Linked DNA regions of Oncorhynchus mykiss: region 2 is linked to region 1. The links are chromatin contacts, called in public Hi-C maps. All regions are on one chromosome and are shown on one strand. Each heading gives the region's core, a stretch centred on a gene start, on an enhancer-like site or on the middle of the called end of the contact. The rest is flanking DNA. Distances are from core to core; before and after follow the strand shown.

Region 1 (5,940 bases), core at 1,408-3,907:
TGTCTGTGTGTCCCACCTTCTCTGTCTGTGTGTCCCACCTTCTCTGTCTGTGTGTCCCACCTTCTCTGTCTGTCTGTCCCACCCTCTCTGTCTGTCTGTCCCACCCTCTCTGTCTGTTTGTCCCACCCTCTCTGTCTGTCCCACCCTCTCTGTCTGTCTGTCCCACCCTCTCTGTCTGTTTGTCCCACCCTCTCTGTCTGTCCCACCCTCTCTGTCTGTCTGTCCCACCCGCTCTCTCTGTTTTTCTGTGTGTCTCTCCATTATCTTTCACTTTTTTTCTCTGTCTGGACCCCTGGGGGAAACTCCAAACCCAAGTGAATGTGAAAGGGAGTGAAAAAGCTTGTGTTTTTTACATAACCATCTCATCCCCCTTCTCTCCTTCAGAGAGGACGTCCCCCCTCCGAAGAGCCGCGTATCGACGGCCCGCTCCTTCACCAGCGTGGGCAGCCAGCGCTCCTCCCTGGGCTCCATGTCCCCCTCCAACCTACACGAGTACGCCCTCAAGCCCCAGTACGACAAAATCCCCTCCGTGGAGGAGTATGAGAGGCCCCCCAGCCACGCACCCCTGCCCCCACCCGTCGCCAGCAAGATGGCCGGCCCCAACCTCAGCCGCATGGGCGCCATCGCCGTCATGATCCCCGCCCAGAACAGGGACGGCTCCATTGTGTAGTTGAAAGAAACAGAAAGATGGAGGGAAAGACCGGGGGACACTAGCCAGAGAGATGGGGTGGCTGGGCTGGGGGACTGTGCTGGGCAGCCAGATTTTACCCTCTACCACTGGCCACCAACTGGGACCCCCACTCTGCTCTGCTTTATGGAGGTTTGGGTGTGGTGTTGTACTGAGGAGAAAAGAGAAGCAGTATTGTACCATGTCACCCACTATGAACTATTTACTGTGGACAAAAAAACAGATGCTTTTATGAATTTTACTTCCTGAACTTTCTCACACATGACAATTATGAATTCTAGGCTGGGTACATTTTAATGGTCAATTCACACAGGTTTCTTTGTACATAGTTGAATGCATGATGTTTTTGTTTTTTATCTAGCCGGCCCTGTGCATAGAGAGTTGTGTTCAGAGCGGACCACGGTCTCTGATTGGCCTGTTGTGTACCATGTAGAGTATTGCAGCTTGACGTGTATGTTTCTGGGAAATGTACAGTTCTACTCTACTTTTTTTGGATGAAATACTCACGGAGTGATCAGACATTTGATCAATTCACTTCTGTAACACACAGCTTATATCAAGATTAGGGGTTACTGAAGGAATTTTAGACTTCTGCTTTTCAAAATAATGATTTGTCAAGTAGTTACCTTTTTTAAAGATGTTCATTCCACTGGTTGGACTGTGGCTGATGTCATGGCCATGTTTGCCAGCCCTGAGAGAAATTGGGTCAGCTGGTTATTTCGACAGTTGACCGTTTTGAAATGTCCAGCTTGGTCTGGAGGGGACGGGTGGACAGGGTTGGCTAATGACACGGAAGGGGGAGTTCAGACCGCCACATGTTGTGATTAGTGTATTGTCTCTTTGCCGGGTTTACAGCCCACCCCTCAAGTTCCTACAACAGGCAGTGTTTTGGGAGGTGCGGGGTGAGGTTCACTGAACAATCATATTTGATTGTGTTTGACTGCCACCTGCCCCTCTGACCCCGCCAGGACACCCCTTCCCTATCCCCTACACTGTATGGTATTATTAACCCGCTCTGGTGTTTAACCATCAAACCCCTGAACAAAATGGTACATTAGTAACTGCACACTCAGGATTCAATATCTCGATGAAACAACTTTCTCAATGGTCATTATGAAGTCAAAAATGTTTAGTGGTTCATTCATGCACCTCTATTCATGAAGGATAAATGAAGTATGTACAGTATAGTAATTTACATGATATATATGGAAGGAAGTGAGTGTTGAGGGGAAGAAGAAGATATTAGAATACTGAGCCACGGGTGTTAGGTGTTTTCCAGGGTGTCTATAATGCACCCATGCTCTCTCACTCTGTCACATACTCACAGCCCTCCCAGTCAGTGCTTCTGCTCAGCCCAGATGGAGTGTTTCTGTGATTCACGTCAGTGTTCTTGTGCCTTGTCTGTACTGACTTGTATCACATACATACTGTTACAGCCACAGGCCTCTAGGTGTGTGTGTGTGTGTGTACCCAGGCTGCGCTCTAGTCTTCTACCGTTGCTATGCACTGTACATGTATGTTTTGTAGCAAAGTGTCGTTGTATGATACATGACACAATAGTTGGCTACAGAACATGCAGTATGTCTGTAGTACGAGACCCACATCGGCATGACAACTAGTCCACTTTTCACGGTTCTGGATCCTGTGTAAATCCACATCAACTGAGTGGAGGTTGGTTGCTTTACTTCCCCCCCCTTTTAATTGACATTAGCTCTATATTCGAACATTAGCAATGTAAAAAACATCAACAAAAACAGTTGACACAGTTGTTACTTCTTTTTTAGTTTTAAATGTATTATTTGAGGTTTTTTTAATTTTTTTTATGAAGGCTTTGTTTGTATGTGTAAATATACTGTAAAAGTTACACCATCTCTAGAAGTAATCCCACCACACTTCCTCTAATGCCCTGTATGTATGATGATGATCTGCCGTGCTTTGCTTGGTTAATGTGTATCTAAAACATGATCGATGGGTCTTGTAAATAACAGTGGAGGGTGAAAGCCCACTAATGTTAATTCAGATGGGCACCACTGGAATTCTACTGCAGCCATGTTTCAATATCCACATTAGCGTATTAATTCTGATGAAGCAATAGCATGCATTGTAAATAGTATACTAGTATGGTGAATGAAACACAGACTCTGTGTGTATGAAATAGAAAGTAGTAGATTTGAGGTGGATGAAGTGGAGGAGACCGGTGAAAGTAGTAGATTTGAGGTGGATGAAGTGGAGGAGACCGGTGAAAGTAGTAGATTTGAGGTGGATGAAGTGGAGGAGACCGGTGAAAGTAGTAGATTTGAGGTGGATGAAGTGGAGGAGACCGGTGAAGACCTCTCGGAGTTGTGTCCTTACGCCTCTCCGTGTTGTGGCAGGTGTAACCTCACACATGGGGACAGCAGCCACATCCGAGACAGGAAGTAAAGTGAAACCCACCCCATACATTACCCCGAAGTGAAAAACCTGTCAGCTCTCTCGAAGCCCAGGGAACTGTGTGTTGGTGTGTGTCTTTACTGTCTGGATTTGTCCCCAATATAGTATTTTAGTAGACCCCCAACTGCTGACAAACTACAGAGCCATTAGGGAGGTAGTCATGTTGTACAGTCCCTCTCAACTCAGAAAACGAATAAGTACTACTAACATGGTATTAACTGTAGCTTTTAAAACTAGTGTACTAATATTGTATGAAGATTTTTATTTGGTGGTTTGTTTGCACATTGTGTGATCATACCTGTTTTTATTTTTGTGCGTGTATTTTTTTGTGCTGTATTTTTAAATAATAAAGGACAAAATGAAAGAAATAATAACATTATTTTGCCTTTCTTTCCCATAGCAGCAGCTTTTGACTGTCTTAAATCAACGTGTTTTTCTCTCTGCAAGTATCAGCAGCCTGCCTGTCTATCCTCTGTGACATGGCTGGCCCTCCTCCAGGCTTCCACTGTGAAATGGCTGGCGCTCCTCCAGCCTTCCTCTGTGACATGGCTGGCCCTCCTCCAGGCTTCTTCTGTGACATGGCTGGCCCTCCCCCAGGCTTCCACTGTGACTTGGCTGGCCCTCCTCCAGGCTTCCTCTGTGACATGGCTGGCCCTCCTCCAGGCTTCCTCTGTGACATGGCTGGCCCTCCTCCAGGCTTCCTCTGTGACATGGCTGGCCCTCCTCCAGGCTTCCTCTGTGACATGGCTGGCCCTCCTCCAGGCTTCCACTGTGATTCATTTGAATCAGGCAGTGATTTTCAACATTAATGCCAGGTGAGGTTACTTTCTATCCACTTAATGATTATAATTAATCAATGAAGCACAAAGGCACGATGATCAGAATCCGCCCAGTGAAAATCCACAGCTCCGTTGAAACAGGCAGCACTAGAACCTTACATATACTAGCATGATTCACACGATAAGGCCGAGCTTTACTGGGCTGGCCTGATGACACATCCACCAGAGTTGCTGGAAAGGACAATGTGAAAAGAAAATAACCGAGCCAGCACAGTAGGGTTGGGTTCAGCCCTGTAGTGTGAATCAGAAAACTACTCCAGGCCACTGCCCTGGTTTGACTTGAGGGAACAGGGGAGTAATGTCTTTCCTCTGTGTTTCACCCACTGATACTTGTCCTTTATCCCTACTGAGTCATTATCCGCGTGCTGCAGTGTAGCACTTCTCTCACAACACATCATCACTGCCTCTGTAATGACTGAGGGAGAACTAAAGTCAGCGTGTACCTAGGGCTCGAATCAATATGTATCGCTGAAGTTCAGTGCTTTAGCGCGCTTGAAATGTAGAGGTAATTTTCGATTGAGCCAACATATGCAGCGTTTACCCTTGGCTGGTTTCAATTGTAGACAATTTCCTGCCTTAGCTAATGTTGTTGCTAATTAACTGCATGACGACTCCCAGCTAATTAGCAGTTGTGGTACAAATTAGCTCCTATAGCAGCTCAACTGAGCTGGATACATTGGAGTAACTAAGGTTAATGGTTATTGGATAGATCAGCCATGTTAGGGATTGTACCAAATGTTTAACCTCGATGTCTTTAGGCCAGCTATGAAGAAAAATAAGTCTAGAGAGTCTTTTCTGCGTTGGATGCGTCTCAATCCACCGCATTCCGCATCTACGGTGAAAGGTGACAGCTAGAGCGGTGTTTGTCAGACCATGAGACAACACAAAAATCTGTCTTCTCACAAAATTGCCTTTAGCGTCCGAACGGTTTTGCTCTGACTCCCACAAGCATCTTGGGACTCATCTGAATTCGGTAGAGCTGATCTGCCAACTACTGTCTGTCCGAACAGTTTGGACCCATCCTGGAAAGGTGAGATTCTCAGTGACACGTGTCAGTTGTTTTGCTCTAGGATGCCTACAGGCCTCAAGACTCGTCTGAAGGTCCCCCGGTACCAGTCGAAAAAATGTATGGAAGTGTATATGGAGTCTGTTTAGTGCCAAAAATAAGGGGTTAAATATATATATATATTTTTTTTAAATGTGTCCCAATCTTTCTTATATCTCTCAGATATAACTTCCTTTTGATTTTTTAAAATCTGTTTCATGTAGTGAATCTGTGCGTTCAATGCGTTTGTATGGGCTAATAGCATTAAGGCCAAATAAAATGTTTAATCAAATACTTTTTGTATGTATTTTTTTAGATCAATAAATCAAATGTATTTTTAAAGCCCTTCTTACATCAGCTGATGTCACAAAGTGCTGTACAGAAACTCAGCCTAAAACCCCAAACAGCAAGCAATGCAGGTGTAGAAGCACGGTGGCTAGGAAAAACTCCATAGAAAGGCCAAAACCTAGGAAGAAACCCAGAGAGGAACCAGACTGTGAGGGGTGGCCAGTCCTTTTCTGGCTGTGCCAGGTGGAGATGATAACAGAACATGGCCAAGATGTTCAAATGTTCATAATGACCGATTGCAAACGTAATAAAACGGTGGTCCAATAGTCCAGGATTATGAGAAAAAACATTAAGATCCACAACATTTATTCCATGGGACAAAACTAAGTCAAGAGTATGACTGTGGCAGTGAGTAGGTCCAGAGACATGTTGAACAAAACCCAGTGAGTCGATGATGGCTCCGAAAGCCTTTTGGAGTGGGTCTGTGGACTTTTCCATGTGAATATTAGTCACCAGAAATGTAAATATTATCTGCCATGACTACAAGATCCGATAGGTGTGTAGGCTGCATAGATTTCATGACTAGAAGCTCAACAGATGCTCAAAAGACGAAAACGCTGTTTTTTTTTAATTGAAATTTGCTATTGTAA
Region 2 (5,940 bases), core at 2,370-4,869, 110 kb before region 1:
AGCGCGCACCTATCCAGGATTGGTTTCACCTGGCTTAATGAATCCGTGTCTGCTCATCCTGGCTTGGTCTTTGTGCAACCAATTAAGCCTGGACGCACATGTTTTGGCTTCATTGAGCTCAGCTGAGTCATTTATCCCGGATGTCTTAATTCTACTTTTGTGCAACAGGCCCCTGAACTTATTTAGGCTTGCCATAACAAAGGGGTTGAATACTTATTGCCACACGGAAGTGTCGTCATCGTTTGTGGCGCTGGCAGAATACTAATGAGGTTCAAACATTCATGAGTCGAGCTGGCAACAGTTGTCCACATGTTGATGAGCAGCAAATACGGTATATGATTGCTTTTTTTGTTTTTGTAATTTTGTGAAATCGGACAGCTTTTGCAATGTAGTTTACAAAGTTTGCTTCTTTAACATTATTTATAACTTGCTCGTTTTTTTAGCTAGATAATATAGCTAGCTACAGTAAGGTTAGTCTAGTAGCTAAATTAGCTATCACAAATCAAGTTCTTCAATCATGCTGTTTGTGAACTTTACTCTTAGCTAGCTTCACCTGAAAAGTTGCCCCCAAATGTCTGCAATTAATACATACATAATGCATGTCCAACTACATAATTTGTAAAGGTTTTGTTGTGCGCTAGCCAGCTATGACTCACGGGCAGTCACATGGCTAAACTGGATTTATGCGTCACAGCGCGCCTTTCTGGACGAACACCCGCCAGACTGTAATGCCCTTTGGCTTTAACAATAGTTAACCTGCTAAATTAGCTTAATGTTTACATGCAACGAGTTCTTGGCAGCCTGTTTTGTGTTGTAAGGTAGGCTTTGCTTGCTACATACTTCAAGGGCATTGAGATTCATTGATGGATGAAACCACTCATGGGGGTAACATGTTGCTTCCTATTATAGCTAGGCTAACTTGTGTATAGGCTAAAGTTGATTGTTTGTTGTCAAATGTGGTAGCTAGCTACTAATCTGACAAAATACACGCTCTTATATCTTTAGAATTTGGACCATCATTACAGCACATCAGTGAAACATGAAAAAAGAGATTGCAGCAGTGGTGTTGTTCCTGAAAAGACTGATCAAAAAGGTGGAAAAGTTGGACACCCAGAAAGTGGACATGTTTGTGGAGCAGTTGACTGTTGCCCTGCAGGAGAAGTTCAGGGGGCATTGGTACCCTGACAACCCCAGCAAAGGACAGGCCTTCAGGTAACTTTACTGATATGACCCCAGTCTGTTGCCTTGCTCTCACTATTTTGACATTCATACCAGTAGTTTTATGAACCTCCAGTCTAGGGCATCATGAGTAAGGTGTGTTTTTGATATGCAGTGATTTGTATGATTGGAGTTATCAATGTATTGTATACTCTACTTCGCAGGTGTATTCGGCTGAACAGGTTGCAGAAGGAGGATCCAGAGTTGCTGCGGGCCTGCCAGGAGAGTGGGGTTCAGTACAAGGACCTTGGCCTGCCCAGAGAACTCACTCTGTGGGTAGACCCTGGGGAGGTGTGCTGCAGGTCAGTCTGTCTTATTTAAAAGCATTGGATTTGTGTAACTATTGTCTGGAAGGCGTTAAATCATTTACAGGAGAGTGTGCAAGTTCACACTTTGGGAGATGGGTAGACAATTGGTATGCAGCCTCAGTTGTTACATTGTTTACCAGTCAAGTAACTAAATTGTTGATATACATTCAGTGATCGAGCATCACAAGTCTTGTTGGCTTCTTCCTTTCATTATCGCGCAGGTATGGAGAGAAGAACCATGCTTTCACGGTGGCCAGTTTCTTTGGTGATGAGACTGTGACTAAGAAGGTGACCAGTGCCGTGGAGAGGGTGACGTCTGACTACCACTCCGGTTCATCTTCAGAGGAGGATAGTGGCCTCAGGGAAACTCGTCCATCCACTACCTGCCCCCAAAATCACCACACATACCAGGTACAACCAGTAATGTAGTGTTTCCATACAGAATACCTCCTTGGTCAGCACTGACAATGGGTCAATTTAAATTATATTTACCACATGTTTTATTGTTCATAGGTGATCTACCCATCTGCTCCTCTGTGGTGTCAAGCGCCCAATCAAAAGAAGATGGGGCCTGGTAAAGGATATAACGTCCCTCCACGTCCTCCTCGCTATGGCTTCAGACCTCAAGGCAGACCCACCCAGCCCTTCAGACACAAAGGCTTGGTTCTGCCTGGCCAGAGAGGGGGGCTCGGATACTGGGGTGGCACTCCAGGCCTGGCTTACTGTTAGGGACCACTGTAGCAAGTGTTGATGTTAGTATTAGCCTGTTCCAGGTTCCCTGAGCTGTTGAGGGTAACCACTAGAGCAAGCAATAGTTCATGGGTGACAGGTAGCCTTGCGGTTAAGAGTGTTGGGTCAGTAACTGAAAGGTTGCGGGTTTGAATCTCCGAGCCGACTAGGTACATCTGTTGATGTGCCATTGAGCAAGGCACTTAACCCTTAGTGCTCCTGTAAGTCGCTTTGGAGAAGTGTCTGCTAAGTGACTGAAATGTTAGAGGGAAGGGGAAGGAAGTGGCAAACAAAGTCCACCAAGATGTTTGACCACATTTTTAATGTATTTTTGTAGTGAGATAGTCACTGGAATTTGTTATTTTTATGGTAAGAACATTAACTCTTTACACTTGAGAGAATTTGTATTCTTGTGAGTAAAATAATTAGTTGTAATGGATAAGGAATATAGGAATTTGATGTGTATTTTATAGCTATGAAGATATATTTACTGTATTTATTTTTGATGGGTTAATTGTATGTTACCTCCTACTGTACTGTCCATCAGTTATGTTCCAATGAGAAATTGTTTTATTTATTCAGTGTATTAGTATTATGAATTGCGCTTACCACTTAAATTCTGAGACATTAAACACATGTTCTAATCCTACCTCAATGCTGTTGCCTTCACACCATCAGAGGCCATATCTGGTAAATATTAAATAACTTAATATTTGAACAACCTGTAGGCCTACAGTACACACAATCAAAAGAAGCATGTAGGTATATGGATGACACCTGTTCAATTCAGTCTTTCTGATGCTGTTCAAAGGCATGTTTGCAATGTCACAGGCTACGTTTTAAAGCTTTTCCAAACATTCTTATAGCTTGTCTGGTTTACAGTATTACAAATGGTTGAACAGTAAAATGACAATTTAACTATTGGGAAGCTGTGTTCATTGTTGTATTGCTGGCTTCACGTGCTCGGGCGAAATATTGTAGGAAACTGGGAAGAGGTAAGTCCCACATGATTGTGTTCAAGCCGTTGGAAATCAAATTACTATTCAACCAATACGATTTTAGCTAGCTTGAAAAGCTTGCTGACATTGCTAATAAAGTTAGCTGGCTTATTAAACATTCACAATATGGTCAGACTAGCTACATTATCCATATTGATAAGGTTGTAATTGTCAAAAGCGGATTCATTTTGGGGTAAAAGGTCTGGTGAAACGTCGCAACTCGGCTAACATTTTCTCCGAGTAGTTTCCCTCCTGTAATTCAGACTTGGGTCATTCAAGTGACATTTCCCACTGGGAACTAGGAGTTTCCGGCAGCACTTGAACGCGGCATAATAGCCTAATACGGTAGGGGGCGTGAAAGTATCTTGGTACACTAGACTTTGTTACCCTCCGGAAATCACGTGTCTAGACTCCTGCTCTCCTATGCACCTGCTGAGGCGAAAAAGGATCGGAGAGTTTTGATGCTTCGGGAGAGTGGTTTGTCTGTCAGGAGCGCCGCAGAAGTTATTTTTTCAACCGAGTTTTAAAGGAAAAGTATTGGAATAGACAGAAAGGAATGGATTTCTCGATATCCCACCTCTGCTCTCTATTGATTATTCTCATTGCAGGTAAGTTTTGCTTCCACCGGGTACTTTTTTTTAATCCGCAATTTTCAAAAGAGCGATCGAAAATGGAGTGGTGAGTATGCAACGTTACACAGGTCGTCTCACTCGTTGCGCTGGCGAGCAACATGCTAAAAAGTAAACTTTTAGATGTTTGCGACTAAAATAACGATATGGTAGGCTGCTCTATGGAATTACATGTGACGTAACTTTACTTCAGATTATACTCACTTGGTTACTCCTGTTTTCACTGAAAGAATATTGAAAATAGCATTTTAACATAGTTTTGCTAGCTAGCGTTAGCTGAGAATTCCAAATTGCATCACTGGTCAAAATGTGTGATCACCCCAAATTCCATGCAGGAATTGTGAAATTCCATACTAGAGCCTATTATTCTTCAATTGACAGGAAATTATTTTCACTTCAAGAATGTAATTTTTCGAACACATGGTTTATTTTATTTTATGGTTATTTCATGTGCCTGAGCTAGCTGTTACGTCGTGGGAGAAATTGGTTCATTCCGCAACGCATTTTTGAACGCAACCTATCAAGCGATGTTTTTGTTTTGCATTAGTTAGTGCATAACGTTAACACACAATAAATAGCCTGATCTGCCTTAGAACCTGTAAAGGGCTTCAAAGTGCTGCAGTTTCTGTCAGCCATCTGCCAATACCATGTAAACTTTATCCCCCTCCCGCGCCAAGGGTGTGCTTTTTACACCCAGAGAGAAATGAATTACATGTTAGCTGTTTATCGACCAGATTTATGTCCATTAAATATGTTAATGTTACTGTGAGTGTGTCATTTCAGCCATTAGGCCTATATTTAGTGTAGCCCGTTTTAATATTTCCTTTAGCCCTATAGATATAGAACAGAGCCTAATTAGCTTTGATTCACAATCCCCCCCCCCCCCCCCCCCCAAAAAAAAAAGTAATCTGCCGAGCAACAACACCATGTTCAAATGTCCTGCTCTAGTTAATAAATAGTAGTGAACAAAGATTGGGGCTGGAGATATGTAGATTTGGTATGGTAGACACTGTGGTATCATGCAGCTTGAACTCTCTGGGACCTGTTGAAATGGATATTGGCTCTCATGACATCTAGTTTGGATGGAAATTACCCTCGTTATCAGCAGGTCAGGCGATGCAGATGGGTTATCATTTATTACCTATAAAATAAAAATACATGTTTTTCATCTGGGATGCCCATTATACAGATTGTATTATTGCCGGTGGGTAGCTCAGTGCTGGAGGGTAATTTAGCACTCTTATTATTTGTGTCCTTGTTGCTGTCCTGGAATTTACACTGAAATCAGCCCTTTCCTCCTCCTCTCTCACCACAGAAATGAAACCATGGTACTGTAGGTCAGTTGGTTCTCAAACCTTTTGATCCACAACCCCCAAAAAGAAGTGGTTCAAAGCTTTTGACCTAGCGCACACAATCCCTGAACAAATGTAGCCTGCCATTGATGCATTTTTTTAAAGTAAGATACAGAAATTAACTGTTTTACTCCTGCATTTTGAGCTTAGTCATTCATGTTAGCAGTCAATATCATCTAGGGATATCATGTCACTTCTCTGGAGTCCACAGAAAGCAGGATCATACGGCCTACCTGTATGCAGCGGTTGGATGGAAAGCATGATCTGTCTAACCTTTTTCTTGCTCACAAATATCGTAATTACTTTGTCAGAATGTTAAATCTTCATCCCATATGTATGGAAGGCATTACGATGTTACAGCTATCTTTAGATATAGCCAGTAGGCCCATATACTGGGGTATATAATTGACCCACCCAAACTAGACCTATCTGAAATATGAAAATGATCAATGAAGTCGCCAGGTTCTTCTGGCAAAGATGCGTCCATAGCAGATTGCTAAACTGTATTCTACATCTTCCATGGAGTATTGAATAAGAAAGTTGAATAAGAAACTAAAAAAATATTGCTCTGACCGCGAAGAGCCACGGGCAGAGCAATGTCGTTCCTCTCCACTGGTTACAGATAAAAGCCCTGCAATAATGAAGTGCTTTGTTTACACAGGCAGGCACATCTCTTTCTGCTGTGTTAAAGGTTTGGTTAGGGGTG

The links. Hi-C and Micro-C count contacts between places; a contact is called where the count stands out from the background.
Region 2: a contact with region 1 is called in a Hi-C map of liver, with 4 times the contacts expected there. The contact joins the promoter of LOC110533652 here to the enhancer-like site in region 1. A contact is called at or near these places in 3 of 3 Hi-C or Micro-C datasets (blood and liver).

The regions. Positions count from the first base shown.
Region 1 is chr10:32,244,543-32,250,482 of USDA_OmykA_1.1, reverse strand. It overlaps LOC110533652 (coxsackievirus and adenovirus receptor homolog), which reads left to right. Exons shown (of 8, transcript XR_005053618.1): 7 at 385-2,863; 8 at 2,906-3,492. Among protein-coding and RNA genes, the nearest start is that of LOC110533652, 110 kb to the left of the region's middle. Within about 2 kb of position 2,657, at least 1 of the 11 cell types and tissues checked has an H3K27ac peak or open chromatin away from gene starts, as enhancers often do. A contact at or near this core is called in liver, where this site is marked.
Region 2 is chr10:32,350,881-32,356,820 of USDA_OmykA_1.1, reverse strand. It overlaps LOC110533652 (coxsackievirus and adenovirus receptor homolog), which reads left to right and starts at 3,619. Exons shown (of 8, transcript XR_005053618.1): 1 at 3,619-3,861. LOC110533653 (protein BTG3) reads left to right here and starts at 175. Exons shown (of 5, transcript XM_021618079.2): 1 at 175-331; 2 at 1,006-1,212; 3 at 1,383-1,520; 4 at 1,748-1,937; 5 at 2,040-2,904. The coding sequence starts at 1,040. The coding sequence ends at 2,255.